Regions from separate parts of the Mus musculus genome. Here region 1 is linked to region 2. A link is a contact called in public HiChIP or PLAC-seq data. All regions are on one chromosome and are shown on one strand. The core of a region is the stretch at or near the end of the contact, and the rest is flanking DNA. Distances in the headings are between cores, read along the strand shown. Region 1 overlaps Msra (methionine sulfoxide reductase A). Region 2 overlaps Msra (methionine sulfoxide reductase A).

Region 1 (2,866 bases), core at 140-2,639, 100 kb after region 2:
CTTTCAGCTAGAGCATTTCATGTTGGGGATACTTTTAATAATCACCACACTGAAGCACTGCAGCTGACTTCTGCACTTGGGAGTGCACACGTTGTAGGATGGAAATTTCCTGACTTCATGAAATCTCTCCCCATTAACACAAGTAATTCCTAATGACTATCAAAATCAGATCGCCTTGGAGTAGGGGAGATAGTTTAGTTAGGAAAGCACCTGCCCTCCAAGCACAAGGCTCTGAGTTCAAATGGTCAGCATTTATATAAAGAAGCAAGCAAGCATGGTTGCACTCATCGGTAACACCAGTGCTGAGGAGGGGGGACAGGAAATCCTTGGAACACAATGGCCAGCCAGTCTAGTCAATCAGTGAATGGCAGGTTCTCTGACAGAGTCTGTCTCAAATGGCAATGTGGAAACCAATAGAAGAACATACCTATGTCATCATCTAGCCTCTACATGCACATGTGTGTGGCACATGTGCACACATGCTGCAAACTCACAGGCACCCACATATCCAATATTACATACATTGAAAAACAGATAATCTTGAGAGTATAAACTGCATTTAAAATTAAGCTACCTTATGGATTAAGATCTGTGTTTCAGCCAAAGGATTCAGTGAGATCCTTGTAAATGGAACAGTTGAAAATGCCAGCATACAGGAGTAAGTCAAGACCAGTCCCTTCCATACTAACATGTCTCAGTGTTTTATGACTTCTAAAGCACAATGTAGATTTTAATATGCATGGTAAACAGAAAAATCATACTTCTAATATTGTTTTGAAAAATATTTGTCTTCTAAGAGTGGTAGGGTCTGGGCTTTGCTGGTTCACATTGCTTTATGGCCCTGGTATATGGCTGATGCAAAGCTATTCACTTTCTCCCTGATAGTTGTTAGAGAGATCAGTTTGGGCATATTAAAATAACAGCTTCACAGCACAGTCGAGTCCTTGGAATGTAATTAAGGTGCATAGACCTCAGAGGCATCTTCTCCGCCAATCACCAGCCATATTATTTCCTGGGAGCCTAACCCAGCGCTTCCTGTGCACACTGAAGTCAGCTGCCACTAACGGTTGCACACAGCACTGTGCAGAGCAGGCAGTTCACAGTTCACTGACAGCCCAGAGCACTCTGCTGATCTTTTCTTTCTTCTCTGTGAACCTGTCAGCAGCCCAAGCAGGTAGCTACACTCTCGCTTGATGGCACATGGGTTGCATGGAGGTGGCACATGATGCTGTCAGCTGTCAGTCAGCAGCTGAGCAGGAGTGGCCGGGCGACTCCCCGCTCCCACCCCTTCCTCTCTGACAGTGATAAATGGTCAGCCTGGTACTCAGCTAAGCCAGAGGGGCCCAGTCTTCCCCATGCAATCTGTTCCGGCGGATAGCCCCTTCCCTACAGCGTCTCTGGCAGTATCAGGCAGCATTATACTTAGGTCTGGGCCGGAGAGGACCTCGTTGGCTCTGTGGCTGCTACTCTCCCATAGAAAAGGAATTTTGGCATGATTTTGTGCACAGACTATAGCGGTACAAACCTCATAGTAAACTCATCTGTGTTCATTCTCCTTTCACACAGGGAATAAAGCAGACACAACTAAAACAATGTGATTTTAAGAAAGACAAATTGTGGTGGTCTGAACTCAGTAGTGGCTTTGTACAGGATGGCCTCTGTTAAATGAAGAGGCACCGGGCTTCTGAAGTCATTGTCTGTTTCAGGAGATCATAAAGGAAGAAAAGACTCTAAGAATAAAGAGGTGGGACACTGGCAAGGTTCAGCACAGACTGGATCTGCAAGATAAGATACTGTTCCTTTGCTTATGGATAAGTATTAAATGCAGGGTTCATATAGAAAAAAGAGCATCAGCGGCATTCTGTTATAGAAAAAAAAAACAAAACAACCCTGTGAGATAAGAAGGCACCCTCATATGGAACAAGGGAGGGGAAGTATAGGAGAGTATGTATGACACACTGAGGTTTGCTTAAAAAACACACAACACACATGCACACGTGTGGGTGTACACACACACACACACACACACACGTATATGCACGCATGCATACACATGTACACGTGCAACAAACCATCCTATTAGTTTGGGGCTCTGTTCTTGGTGATATATTTCCTTTTTGGAAATACAAATACCAAACATTTCAACTGTTCACAGTTATCACCATGGTAAACACCATGTAGCCCTGGAGCCTGTTCCTAAGCTGAAAGCTGTTGAACTACTCGGGGCTCACAGACTGTACCCAGCCTTGTGACAAAGTCCCCAGATGACCCCCTTCTGAATCACAAAAGCAATTCTGCAAACAACTTTGAAACGGCAAGGGGTTGAGAACACCCTAAGAGACCTCAAGAAAAGAGGGGTGCTGTGTTTCCCCTTGAAAACTGTTGTGTGGCCTCCAGAGCATGTTTAAAAGAAGGAAATATTTTTAAAACACCAATCTCTCCAAATTCAAGACAGGACTTGGAGATGATTAAAAGCAAAACTGGAAATGTCTCTGGGTTTCTCTCTCTTTTATTTTAGGGGAGAACAGAGGGAGAACACGGTGCCTGTTTGAATTACTTCTCTGCCTGGCTACCTCTCCAATTTTCATCTTTTCCGTTTTTGTCATCACTGTTATTTTCCTCCACATCGTGGGGACACACTTCCTGGAAGTCTGGTGATTTTTAAAATTGGTTTGAACATTTCATACTTCCATCAAAAAATAAGTTTTATGATGAAGCTGTCAACTGAACAATATGTCAATATTTTTTTTTTTTTAAATCCAGGCCCTCAGGATGGCTCAGCAGGTAAGAGTGCTTGCTGGGCAAGTCTGGCACCCGGAGATCAATCCCTAGAACCTTTGTAAATGGGAGGGAGAGAACCAAATCC
Region 2 (2,706 bases), core at 201-2,700:
CTGCTATTTAAATACCTTGGCCACATTCCTTTGCAGCAATCTGTGTTTCTAAAAAAAAGCCTTTTTCATATATTTTAAATATTCCTGATATAAATCCACTATCAGATATAATCTCATTACTCTTGGCATTTTTTTTACAATGGGTTAGTTTGCTCAATTTTTATTTATATTTAATTTATGTGTAGGAGTGTTTACCTTCATGTACACCTGGTGTCTGTATGGTGCCTTCAGCAACCAGAAGGTGTAGATCCTTTGCAGCTAGAGTTACAGATGGTTGTGAGACACCATGATGTACTGGGAATTGAACCTGGGTCCTTTGTAAGAGCAGCCAGTGCTCTAAACTGCTTAGTAATTACTCCAGCCCCCACAATGATTTATGATAAGCCAAAATTTTGAGAAGGACGAATTTATCAAACTTATTTTGCCTTTTTTTTGGTTATCACTTTTAGTGTCTTTTATAGGAATCACTTCCAGACCCCACACTATAGTGAAGTCATTCACCTGGAAGTCCTGCATATTTTACCTTTGCTCTTAGGTCTTAAATGTACAAGGTACTAATTTTTGTGCATGGCATGAGGCAGATTCTCCCTCCTAAGGATCTGGAAAGACAAAACAACAAACAAACAACAAAAAGGCGTCTTTATTAACTAAAAAGCCCTCTCCCCAGTAGTGGGCGAAGCGGGTGGTGTGGTAGCTCTGTCCTCCGGCACATCCACATCTTACTTTGCTCCCCTGCACTGTCTGTTTATCTTTCCCCACATCAAATGCACTGCAGCTTAACTGGTGAGGTTCACAATGAGTCAAGACTTGCAGAAGAAAAAAGTTCCTGTGTTCTTGTTGTTATATAAGAAAACATTTGCTTTTATAAATACATGGGAATCTTTTTTTTTTTTAAGTCTGAAGGAGAAGGGGGTGGAGGAGGAGAGAGCAAGAATAGCAACAGCACAGCAGCAGGACTGTAGGTTTTCACTGGGGTTTATACTAAATTTACAAAATAATCTAAGAGGAAGTCTAAGCGAAGTCCGTTCATTACTGGATCTTCCAGCTGCCCCATGGCTAAGTGAACACAATTAGAGATTCATTAACGACACTCACCCTCAAGGAACCTCTATCTGAAATTCTCAGGGATGAACCTAATCGTTTATCTTTTGCTCATGCAAAGTTCATTTAGTAAAAAGGGCTGCTAACCCCTCCTGCCCCCTGAGTGCCTAGGGGGCCTAGCTTGGTGGAGGCTGATGTCTCTTTGGTAGGTTGCTTCCCTACTCAAGTTGCTTCCCACTTTTAGAGCTCAGGGGCTAGGCTGGAGTTTTAGGAGTTAAGACTGGAAGTGGCAGATGTCTTTTTGCCATATTCCATTGGTCAGAACTCAGTCACTTGACCACTAGAAGAAGAGGAAATCCCAGAGAGCTGGGGAGAAGTGAGCATTCCTCAGTCATTCCCTTTGCTTCTCTCCTTAACTTAGGTCTGAAGGAGGATCCCTACCCATGCCAGTACAAGGCAGATTAGAGGCTGTAACAGAGTGTACATCGCTAACGGCAACACTTGTGAGTTTGACACCAGCATGTGCTACATGATAATGAGTTCCAGGTTGCCCTGGGCTACAGAGGGAGTAAGAAATGAATAAACAAGCAAAACACATAAAAACAAACAAAACTACAGTAGTTGCTCCAACACGCTGCAGTTTCTGAGTAGTGCACTGTTCAGTAGCGCATGTGCACCCAGTGAGTCTTTGTACAGACTCTTTCCCATGCTTTTCTCATTTATGAATACTAACTTGTGTTGCATACCAGTAGCCGTGTTTTTCTTTTCATCTGTCCAGGAAACACCCTGTTCGGTTTTCTCGGTTAATGCTGAACTGCTGAACCATGTGCTCTGGAATCCACTTGGTCATGGATCCTGTCTCAAGATGCCACCAATCTCAGTTGGCTAACAGCCCACTGGGGATTTCTGCAAACATTCTCCTAGGTGAGACTGTACTGTGATCTTGCTTTCTCCTGTGCTCAGATGTGGGTATCAAGATTCCGTTCTCTTCAGCCCTTGGAAGGCATCCCACAAGCCGGCAACTATTTCCCTAGTAAATGTTGGTAAAACTCATTGAAGCATGTGATCTTATCAAGTATGGATTCAGTTTCTCTAAGGATCCCAGGGTTGTTTCATTCTGTTGGGCCCTATTTTTTAAGGGGTTTATTTTCAATGTAACTTTTTGTCTCAAGTTCATTGCTGCAGGTGTCCTCTGAGTCTGGCAGTATGTCCAGTGTTTGTATTGAGATTCCATGTTTTTATTCTTCATACTGGGATTCTCGGCCCTGTTTTATTCTTTTGTTTGTTCTGTTGTTGTTGATCAACTATTCTAACAGTTAACCAGTTGAATATACATATAGGAAGTCTTGGCTTTCATGTCTCCTCTGCTGTGGTTTGAACTCCACATCATTGGTTTATGTTCTTAATGATCTCTTTCCTACCATTTGAGATTACTTTGTGGTTGGTTTTCTTGCATCTTGAGATGGATGCCCTTCTGTCTTCTCACAGATGGGTTTACGATCTGTTTAGCCATGCCCTGTGAACTTGGATATATATATAGTACCCTAATCATTGCCTAATTAAAGCATTTTCTAATTTTGTTCATGATTTAGCCTTAATAACTAGGTTTGCTAGTGATTTTTCTTGTCAGCACAGTGAGAAGCAACTTAAAGGGGATTTATTTTG

What was found. HiChIP or PLAC-seq counts read pairs in DNA pulled down with a chosen protein or histone mark.
Region 1: an H3K4me3 HiChIP or PLAC-seq map of the SCID.adh cell line shows a contact between it and region 2, with 8 read pairs. The contact joins two enhancer-like sites. A contact is called at or near these places in 6 of 484 Hi-C or Micro-C datasets (CD8 T cells, cerebral cortex, double positive thymocytes and 3 more), 5 of 115 datasets of contacts at active chromatin or transcription factors (the SCID.adh cell line, bone marrow-derived macrophages, double positive thymocytes and 2 more) and 1 of 9 other capture datasets (embryonic stem cells).

What each region holds. Positions count from the first base shown.
Region 1 is chr14:64,322,647-64,325,512 of GRCm38.p6, forward strand. All of the region lies in intron 1 of Msra (methionine sulfoxide reductase A), which reads right to left. Among named protein-coding and RNA genes, the nearest start is that of Gm52131, 10 kb to the left of the region's middle. Within about 2 kb of position 1,390, at least 79 of the 459 cell types and tissues checked have an H3K27ac peak or open chromatin away from gene starts, as enhancers often do. A contact at or near this core is called in the SCID.adh cell line, where this site is marked.
Region 2 is chr14:64,219,276-64,221,981 of GRCm38.p6, forward strand. The region is part of intron 4 of Msra (methionine sulfoxide reductase A); the gene reads right to left. Gm52132 (a long non-coding RNA gene) reads left to right here. Exons shown (of 3, transcript XR_003951180.1): 1 at 1-1,965. Among named protein-coding and RNA genes, the nearest start is that of Gm52132, 4.7 kb to the left of the region's middle. Within about 2 kb of position 1,451, at least 7 of the 459 cell types and tissues checked have an H3K27ac peak or open chromatin away from gene starts, as enhancers often do. A contact at or near this core is called in the SCID.adh cell line, where this site is marked.